Regions from separate parts of the Ovis aries genome. Here region 1 is linked to region 2. The links are chromatin contacts, called in public Hi-C maps. All regions are on one chromosome and are shown on one strand. The core of a region is the stretch at or near the end of the contact, and the rest is flanking DNA. Distances in the headings are between cores, read along the strand shown.

Evidence for each region. A called contact is a pair of places that touch in the nucleus more often than the background predicts.
Region 1: a Hi-C map of tail adipose tissue shows a contact between it and region 2, with 3 times the contacts expected there. The contact joins the promoter of ARHGEF3 here to the promoter of HESX1 in region 2. A contact is called at or near these places in 2 of 16 Hi-C or Micro-C datasets (hypothalamus and tail adipose tissue).

What each region holds. Positions count from the first base shown.
Region 1 is chr19:44,102,646-44,107,573 of ARS-UI_Ramb_v3.0, reverse strand. It overlaps ARHGEF3 (Rho guanine nucleotide exchange factor 3), which reads right to left and starts at 2,707. Exons shown (of 13, transcript XM_042236047.1): 1 at 2,416-2,707.
Region 2 is chr19:43,971,906-43,976,693 of ARS-UI_Ramb_v3.0, reverse strand. HESX1 (HESX homeobox 1) reads right to left here and starts at 1,331. Exons shown (of 6, transcript XM_042236046.1): 1 at 1,175-1,331. APPL1 (adaptor protein, phosphotyrosine interacting with PH domain and leucine zipper 1) reads left to right here and starts at 1,453. Exons shown (of 22, transcript XM_027958257.3): 1 at 1,453-1,641. The coding sequence starts at 1,588.

The DNA of each region.
Region 1 (4,928 bases), core at 1,458-3,957, 130 kb before region 2:
CCAGGGGCCAGAGTGGAGCAGGGACAAGGGCAACAGGATTCTACATTCTTCTGGGTGGACAAAGACAATAAACCCATGAGCAGATACATGAGGAAAACCATTTGAGACAAACTCCAAGAGTAAAATACAACGGGGGAATGTGGGCCTTCTCTGGTGGTGCAGAGGGTACAAATCCGCCTGCCAATGCGAGGGATCCCTAGTCTGGGAAGATCCCATGTGCTGCAGAGCAACTAAACCTGTGTGCCACAGCTTCTGAATCTACACACCTAGAGCCCGTGTTCTAGAACAAGGGAATCCACTGCAATGAGAAGCCTGCACACTGCAACTAGAGAAAGTCCTCACACAGCAACCAAGACCAAGTGCAGCCAACCAAAAATAAAATTAATTTTTAAAAATGGGGGAACATGACAGAAACTGACAGAGTGGGGGGCTGCTCTGGACAAAGTTGTCAGGGGAAACTTTTCTACAGAGGAAACATCTGAGCTAAATGGCATGAAGTGCCAGACATGAGAAAAGGTGGTGAAAGCGTGTGTTCAGCAGAAGGAAAAGCATGTGCAAAAGAGAAGCCTGAGGAGTCTCCTGACAAGTTGAGTTCAGATAGTCATCAACTGCACCCTATCCTAAAGGCCCCACCACAGGCCCTAAACACACATCTCCCACCCCCGCCTGCCTTCTTTCCCCACTGACTTTATCAGATTTTCTCAAGTCAAGGCAGAGCTGATTTGACTCTGAACTTTCCACTGGTAGGTGTGCTCTGAGCAAGGGCACAAAGGAACATGTGCGCACCCCTACCTACAGGGACAGAGGAAATGCTGACATCTTGGCTCCATTAAAAAGTGGGCCTGTCTTATATAGGGGACCATAACTCCCATCTTCCCACCTGGTGTTCAGGGCCCACATTTGGGGGATGCGGGCCTTTTGTAGAATACAATGTAAAGAGAACCCTCTGAAAAAATACACACCTGTGCTCCAAGCACCTCAGGTGTATTTCAGAAGGTTCTTAGAGCCCCAGGTTAAGAATGTCTGTCTGGTTACCACTGCCAAAAGAAAAAACTAAACTGGTTCAGCCCAGGAGCGCCCCACTGATGGAATGGACAAGCTTAGAGGTGAGTAAAAGAAAGAGAGGGGGCAAGATCAGGCCCTCAGACCCATAAAGAGACTCCCACACTACCTCTTCTAGCTCTGATAGATGTCAGCCTGTCAGAGGGACCAAGGCCTGAAGGGGTCCTAATGAAACCTTACCCACTACACTCCAGTGAGGGAAACATCCCACAACACCCCAGAGCCTCCAGAGAAGGTCCAAGACCACATTTTCCAGGATTGTCCTTGACAAAGGTCATCTCTAATTTCACATTCTGAGATAACATTTCACACAAGGCTGCTTAAGCATAGAAAGTGTTAATGCAAAGCCCAAGTGTTTCAAGGTGGAAGGGGACACCACGGCTACTGTGTAAATAATTCAGGTCTTTATCAGGAAACAGGGAAGTGCGCAGAGCTTGCTCACCTAGCTCACAGTGAAGTTAGTTAGGGATGGGGGTGCTCTGTTAATATCAGTCAAAATAGTAACAAGAAGGACAGTTAACCGAGGGAGAACTTAGCCTGTACCAGGCACTACAATAAAAAATTTAATCTCACACAACCTTTTAGGGTTTGTACTGTTATCATTTCCACTCTACAGATGAGGACACTGAGGCATGAGCAGGTGAAGTAACTTGCAGCTGACACCCAGACCCAGCAAAACTCTTCCGCACCCAGGGTAGAAGGTGCTAACACCTGGGCAGTGCATGAACTGCTTAAAAATAATTTTCTGCTACTTCACCCAAGACAACCACCATTTGGCAGTTGTCGCATCCTTGCCCAGTGCTGGAGGCAAGCCTGGTTTAGGCATTAAACGGAGTGAGAGCCCTCGAGGAACAAGCCACTCAGTTTCATCAACGTATAAACCTTTGATGAGGCCGCTGATAAGGCAAGCGCGGTTCTTCCTCGTGGCAGAGCCCACGGGAACTCGACTCAGTAGAAACTCCCATACTCGGAAGACGCCTGCCCCTCTCTGGCTACGAGAAGTTCGCCTTAACCCCATGGTGTCCGCCTCCCCCTGCTCCTCCCTGGATCCTCGAGCCGCTTAGTTTAAGCAGCAACGAGCACGCGGGCCCGAGTGGGACCGAAACCGCAGCCACCGCCCCGCGCGCCCAAAGCCGGGTTCCCCGCCGCGAAGTGACTGGTAGTCCCGCGAGTTCCGACAAACAGCGCCCAACGGGAAGACACGCCGAGGGAAAGGGGCTGCACCCCAAGACAGGTGGATCTCCCTCCCCGGAAGTGGGTCCGGGAACTTTTAGCCCAAGAGCTACCAGGGGATCGGAGTCAGGGTCTCCCGCGGAGCGGCGGCCGGTCGGGGCTGGTGGTGGCACTGCCTACCTGTGCCGTCCAGGGTTCCCCTGAGCGTTCAGGGAGCGCGGAGCCAGGAGCGCACACTCTGCCGCGGGCACCGGGATGGAACGAGGGCGGCTTGGAGGTGGGGTCTAGCTCCGGCTTGGTGGGTGAAGGTGGAGAGGAACCAGCCCGGGAAAGCCTCCCGCCCCAGGGTGTCTAGCAGGGTCTCCAGCCGGGGAAGGTCTAGCCGGGTAGCGAGGCTTCAGGCCAGCCGCCCACACTTACCTCCGCTCCCAGCACCGGCTCGACCCGCGGGGCTGCGGCGCGAACCGCCGCTAAGACTCTGGCAGCGGCGGCTACGGGGGCGGCTCCCCGGGGCGGGGCGGGGCCGGGCCGGGGGCGGAGAGGCCGGGCCGGCCACGTGGGCGGGAGGCGGGCCGGGGACCCCAGCAGGCGCCAGGCCGGGTGGCGGGGAGCTCGGACTCAGTTACACTTGGCCGCTGCTCAGCACTTCCCATTCCGCACCCTGTTGGGGTCCCAGGGAAGGCTGGGGAAGGAGAAGGGGAGACCTGGCCCCCGGGGCATGCCCAGCACCTATTTGGGAGATAATTTACTGGGTCCGGGAAAGGGTGCGCAGCCTGCCGAATCCCGTTCCCCCGAGGACAGCTCGGGGGATCTGTGTCCCAACGGGATACTGTGGCGACTCCCGAGCCATGGGCAGCACGAGCTGCCCGGGCGGGCGAGGGCCCGGGTCAGGCGCTTGGAGCCCCAGCCTCGCCTACCAGGCTGACCTTGGGCGTGTCTGGTCCTGCCCGAGCCTCACTTTCCCCGACTGTGGGAGTAAGAATAAGGACGAATCCCCGCGCGCCCAGCAGGTTCTCAGGAAATACGTTTGTGGGCGGATGCTGAACTTGAAAGAGCAGCAGCCAGCAGTGTGGCCTGAGTCTTTCGTGCCGAAATAGACATGAGAATCTACATACTAAAAGCATTTTCTGTACTCATTCATCCATTCAACAGATTAAATTCTTCCAGTCCTCAGGACCCCATAAAGTCAGGAATAAAAAAAAGTCCCTACGCACTAGTTATGAGCTCTTAGGAAAGCACAAACCATGATAAAAAAGAAAAAGTTCATCAGCTGCTTTCATGTGCCTGGCGAGGGCTTCAGGTGCTTGATCTACTTGCCTTGTGAGGTGTAGGGCTTGAGTGGGCCGTCTCAGGAGCTGAAGCTTAGGAAGGTGAAGCCAGCCCCAGGTCAGAGGAGAAAGCACCAGTTCCAGGGCTAAGTTTCTCTGCAGCCATACCTCCAGTAAACGGAGGATCAGGCTCTGAGTGGACCTCCTCACTCTCTCCATGGGGCGAGCTCTAATCCCCACCCCCTCATTTCACCTCACAACGGGGAGGGGGATGTTGAGGCCTTCCCAGGAGGGACCTGCCCTGGCAGCAGCCACTGGGATGTAGATCTCCCAGCCCAGGCACCAACCCCCCACACACCTGTCGCCACCATTCAGACCTTCATCTGGCACAGCTGAGACTTCCTTTATTGCAAACTCCTGTCTCTTCTTTGCAGGCACTCAGCCTCCTAGGGCTGTGTGACCTCTTCCTAGCCCACAGCCCACCTTCTGGGCCAGACACTGACCAATGTTGAGCAAAGGAACTTTCATTCCAACTACAATTCCACTTCATTCCACCACACCTTGATCCCAAACCCAGTGCCTCACAACCCATCCCTTTCCTGTGTAAGGATCACACACCCTGTCCAGGACTCCATTTCCAAGGCCAAAACCTATATCCAGATCCCCAGTCCTCAACCTTTTCTTCCAAACCTCTTTTGTTCCTCTCCCTCCTCCGCAGGGTGGAAGAGCACTTACTACAGCCAGCAATGTTTTTTAGGTAATAATAAAGGGGTTCCACTCCCTCAGCAACCCAGAGCTCAGCAGGCACTGCGGCCCCACAAGTCAACACCTGGTGCTCTACTCAGGCGGCGCTGTCCCACATAAAATTTCTATTTCCATTAGATTCCATTTAATGATTGGAGCGTCTGCTACATGCCCCAGACCATGCCAGACTCTGAACCTCAGCAGTGACTTTGTCACAAGACAGAAGGACATAGTCCCTGACCCCATGGAGCTCACAGCTAATGTGGGAACAGTCAGAGCCATCACTGGGCAGGTTAGGGAGCAGGATGTGGTGAGAGACACACAGGGGAAGTGCTGGCACAGATTCAAGCATGGGAAGGCTTCCTGTGCGACGTGGGGCGACAGGACTGGGGAGGACAGACGTGGAAGCCCAGAGGTGGGAGAACACAGGGCACACTTGTGGAAGCCCATGGAAAGGGGCCCAGATGGCCAAGGTGACACACTAGACCTTGACCATGGCAAGGTCTGGGCAGAGGTGATGCAACTCCACGGCTGCTGAGTGAGGAGTGGATGCAGCGGGTGAAAGTCTCGTGGACACAGCTAAGGTGATGTGCATGCGGGCTATTACTGGGGATGCACTCCTCAATTTCCTTTGTTTTTCAATTCCGGGCGTCCAGAGATCAGAACAGATCTCCAGGAATA
Region 2 (4,788 bases), core at 82-2,581:
TTCAACCAAGAATGTCACTTACTGTGAAAGTCTTCTTAATTCAGAGTCAGGTTGCATGCCACTGTGCTGATAGAGTAGACAAGAAATGTCCAAGGCCAGAGTTGTGCTGCTGAGATCTGTACCATGCCGATGCCAGGTACTTTCAAGCAGCTGGCAACCAGTAACACTGTAGGAACTGACTCCAAACTACCTTTCAGAAACTAAAGATCTCATATACAGAGTGACTCGCTGATAAACAATTTAAGGGGAGAGCCCTTACTCAAAGTTATTGAAAGCTATGAATAATCCCATGAAACTACATTGCAAGTCTACTTGGGAAAACTTTTTAAATTTGATTTTTCCTTTAAGAGATTCTGGGAAAATCTCGTATTTTAAAGTAACTTCCATTCCAGTTACTGTATTTGGATTTGTTCCACCGTACCTGGATTCATTCCAATTTATCTGTGGAACTGGGCAACTAATAGTCTTTATTCGGCATTTCTTATATTTCTTGAATGAAAATGGGATGGACTAGTGGGATTAATGGCTAGGTATTTACAAGACACTAGTAATTCTGCCATTTTCTCTGTATAAAGATTCTTCCATGAAGAATCTGGACACAAAGATGGACAAAAGAGGCAGGAGTTCTAATCCAGATCAAGTTCTAGAAGTACAGCTCACCTTATCTCTCTTATTAAAAAAAAGTTAGATGCTGAAGAAGCTATTTAAATATTCTTCCAAAACTTTAACAGAAATGCTAAAATCAGTTACTAACATAATAAATCAGTGTACCCTGACTTTAAAAAGATATTTTCACTTATGATTAATAAGAAATATGGAAGTCTGAATTGCGGCATGTCAGTCTCTCAAGGACAGCTAAGAACTGATGAATTGGCAGCAAAGTCGGGTTTTTCAATGCATATATTGATACCCAAGTGCTCAGAAAAAATTCTTTTCGAGTCTACTATCCACGAATTTACCAGAAAGCCAAGTTAACAACACAGCTAATCTCGCAGATATCTGAGTTAGCCAGCACCATTTTGCTGGAGAGGGGAGACTGGACACTGCGGGCAGTTGAGAAGGTTATAATCTTTGGAAACTAAAGGCGCCTGCAGAGAGGCCTCTTTCGTGGTCTCTGACGAAAAACGTTGAGGGAGAAGTAAAACAGCCCCAATTTCCCCAGAACGGTCCTCACTCGAAGCTCTGGTTCCAGGAGACGCACGCTTTGCTGAGGTAAGACGGTCCCCTACGATTTATAGCCAATCGCTCGCGAAGGGTAGGTGTCGAGGTGCGCAAAGAAGGCCGCCTCAGCCGCCTTCGCCTCCTCCAAGTCCCTGCATCTCAGCGGAGCCGGGAGCAGCGAAGGAACCTCCGGGCTAGCCCCGCTGCGCTGACGGGCGTCGTCGTGAGCCAATGAGCGGGCAGGGAGGCGGAGCAGGCAGGCCGGCGGGGCGGGATTTCCCGCGCCATCGCGCGGCCGCTCGGCGCCCGGCGAGGGCGGTGGAGCCAGCGAGAGAGGGCGGGTCGGGGTCAGCTGCTGCAGGCGGGCGGGTGCGGGGAGCTGTGGGCGGCCGCCTCGTCTCTTGCCGCCGCCCTCCGTTTGCCACGATGCCGGGGATCGACAAGCTGCCCATCGAGGAGACGCTGGAGGACAGCCCACAGGTTAGGCGGCGGGAGGCGAGGGAAGGAGCGGGGCTGGCAGATTCCAGGCCTGGCCCCGCCGCGGCCGCAGGTGCCCGCCCTGGCCCAGGTGGGCGCCGCCCCCCAGTATCCCTGCCGGTCGCGGGCGGCGCCCGGAGCTGCCGAGGCCGGGCCGCCCTCCCGAGGCCCGCGTGGGCCTGCGTCGCTGGGCCGAGAGCCGCGCTCGGGGTCTGGGAGTCGGCGGGCGGCGACCAAACCGCCGCCGCCGTGGCTGATGGGCCCGGCGGTCGCTACGCGCCCGGGGCTCCCTGGTATTTGACAAAAGATGCTTTTTAATTGCCGTGATGTGAGGTGATAAATCCAGATCCTGGAATTTTCTTTTCGAAAACCTCTTCGGAGGAAATGCAGGAGGAAAAACGACCCTGTAGACTTAATGATTTCTGATCAAGCTAGGGAAGGAAATGGACAATTTTGAGGGAAAAATACTGAAAGTCTGTTGATTAGCCCGCGCGGAAAGCCGTCGGCGAAGCCCGTCACGGATCCCGGAGCCTCCCGGCCGAGCGTCGTGACCCTGAGTGCAGCCGCTGTCACTCGGGCCGTGCATGCCGAGAGGTGGACGGCGCCTTTGCGGCTCCACGACTGCTGCGCCCGGGTTGCAGACTTGGCTCTAGTAAACTCATCAAAATAAAAGCCCCATGTTTTGTGCATTGGGGATGATGCTGGTGTGGTTGCTCTAGCTTAAGATAGTCTCTTCCTTAAGATAGGAAGACGTAACAGGGACTTATGTTTTCAGTGCTGAAGAATGAAATCAGCTATGTTAAAAAAAAAACATGCTAGTAGGGGCTGAAACTTGGGCTGAGAAACTTCATCCCTGGGCCTGTCTTCTTACACAATAAGGGATTCGAGACGAAGTTGCTCTTGGGCTACCACTTAGAATGAAGACAGTTTTCTGAAATGTTCATTTAGAACTACAGTTGCAGATATTTCCTGTGTCTTAATGGTTTAAATGACTCCAGAAGAACAGGAGGGAGAGGCTAGATCCCACTTTCCTGTATGACTTGTCTGCCATGGATATGGTGCTAGTTTTGACTGCCAGGTTGGAGTTGGGCTCTGATTGTAGAATTGATTGGGCTTTTTTTTACGCTGAAAGTTATCTTCACAGGCCCGATCCCTGCTGGTAATGTACTCTTATCAGCCTATACTGACACAAAGAGAGACCGACTTGGCTTATTTTGACTGCCAGAATAATAGCCAGTTCAAATATTTAATGACTTCCGTAGTATAAAGTTATAAGCTACATTTGTTTCAGATGTTTAGCAAAAATTTTGTGGGATGCATTGGTCAGGTACACTTTGTCGTTTTACTTTTTTATAAGACTCAACAGGCTGCCTTACCTTTCTTCTCTTCCCTGGCCTGGCTTTTATAGCTGCTCATAAAGACTGCCCAGAATGGGTTTCACAGTGCCCTTAGCCATGACTTATGAGGAGGGTATAATGTTAACTTATCTAATTTCTTGATTTTTTCACACAGTAAGTTTACAACTTGAGCATTAGGTTTTTGTATTTTTTTTCTGTTTTTTACAAGCATGTGCCATATTAGTATTAATTTTTAATGAAAGAGCCACATTGATAGTCTTTCAATTTCTAGAAGTAATAAATCTGAACTAGTTAATATTTATTTGGGAAAGTTAATTGGGACAACTGGGATTTAGAAAGGGAAAACACTGGGAAGCGATTCTAGGAGAAAACTTGTGGCAAGAATGAAAGCCCTGGATTTGGGATTTAGGATATAGTCTTTACTGCCAGTTGGTACCTTCTACTTTATGGCAAGTCACTTAACTCTCTAAATTTCAGCTGTTATAGATAGTGAAATTTTAGTCTTTGTACTTGATTATAAAAATAATAGTTGTTTGCTTCAGAAAAATTAAAGGTACAGAAAGCACAATTACCTGTCCAGCACTCGGGAGTAAACTCTGTTAATGCTTTGCTTTCTTTTTTGTGGGTTTTTTTCCTTTCTCTTACACCTTTTAATGTGATTGAGATTATATTGTGTATAATGATTTTTATTTGGCTCTAACTACACATGATAACTTAAGTATCTTCACACATTATCACATACTGAATAAACAACTCAAAGGTCGTGTGTTTCCTTGACTGGCTTAATATGGTTGTCCTGTTGTACTTTTGTAGTTTATATAGAGAGCTCAGATTAATGCTTTGGGATATAAATTTTTGTTCTTCTCTAGACTGTTTATCTAGCATCAGTTCAGGTCAGTCGCTCAGTCATGTCCAACTCTTTACGACCCCATGGACTACAGCATGCCAGGCCTCCCTGCCCATTGCCAACTCCCAGAGTTTACTCATATTCCTGTCTATTGAGTCAGTGATGCCATCCAACCATCTCATCTTCTGTCATCCCCTTCTCCTCCCGCTTTCAATCTTTCCCAGCATCAGGATCTTTTCAAGTGAGTCAGCTCTTCACATCAGGTGGCCAAAGTATTGGAGTTTCAGCTTCAACATCGATCCTTCCAATGAACACCCAGGACTGACCTCCTTTAGGATGGACTGGTTGGATTTCCTTGCAGTCCAAGGGACTCTCAAGAGTCTTCTCCAACACCACAGTTCAAAACCATCAGTTCTTCGGCGCTCAGTTTTCTTTATAGTCCAACTCTCACATCTATACATGACACTGGAAAAACCGTAGCCTTGTTGGCAAAGTAATGTCTCTGCTTTTGAATATGCTGTCTAGATTGGTCATAACTTTCCTTCCAAGGAGTAAGCGTCTTTTAATTTCATGGCTGAAGTCACCATCTGCAGTGATTTTGGAGCCCCCCAAAATAAAGTTTTCCACTGTTTCCCCATCTATTTGTCATGAAGTGATGGGACCAGATGCCATGATCTTAGTTTTCTGAATGTTGAGCTTTAAGCCAACTTTTTCACTCTCCTCTTTCACTTTCATCAAGAGGCTCTTTAGAAAAAAAAAAAAAAGAGGCTCTTTAGTTCTTCTTCACTTTCTGCCATAAGGGTGGTGTCATCTGCGTATCTGAGGTTATTGATATTTCTCCCAGCAATCTTGATTCCAGCTTGTGCTTCATCTAGCCCAGTGTTTCCCTTGATGTACTCTGCATATAAGTTAAATAAGCAGGGTGACAATATACAGCTTTGACGT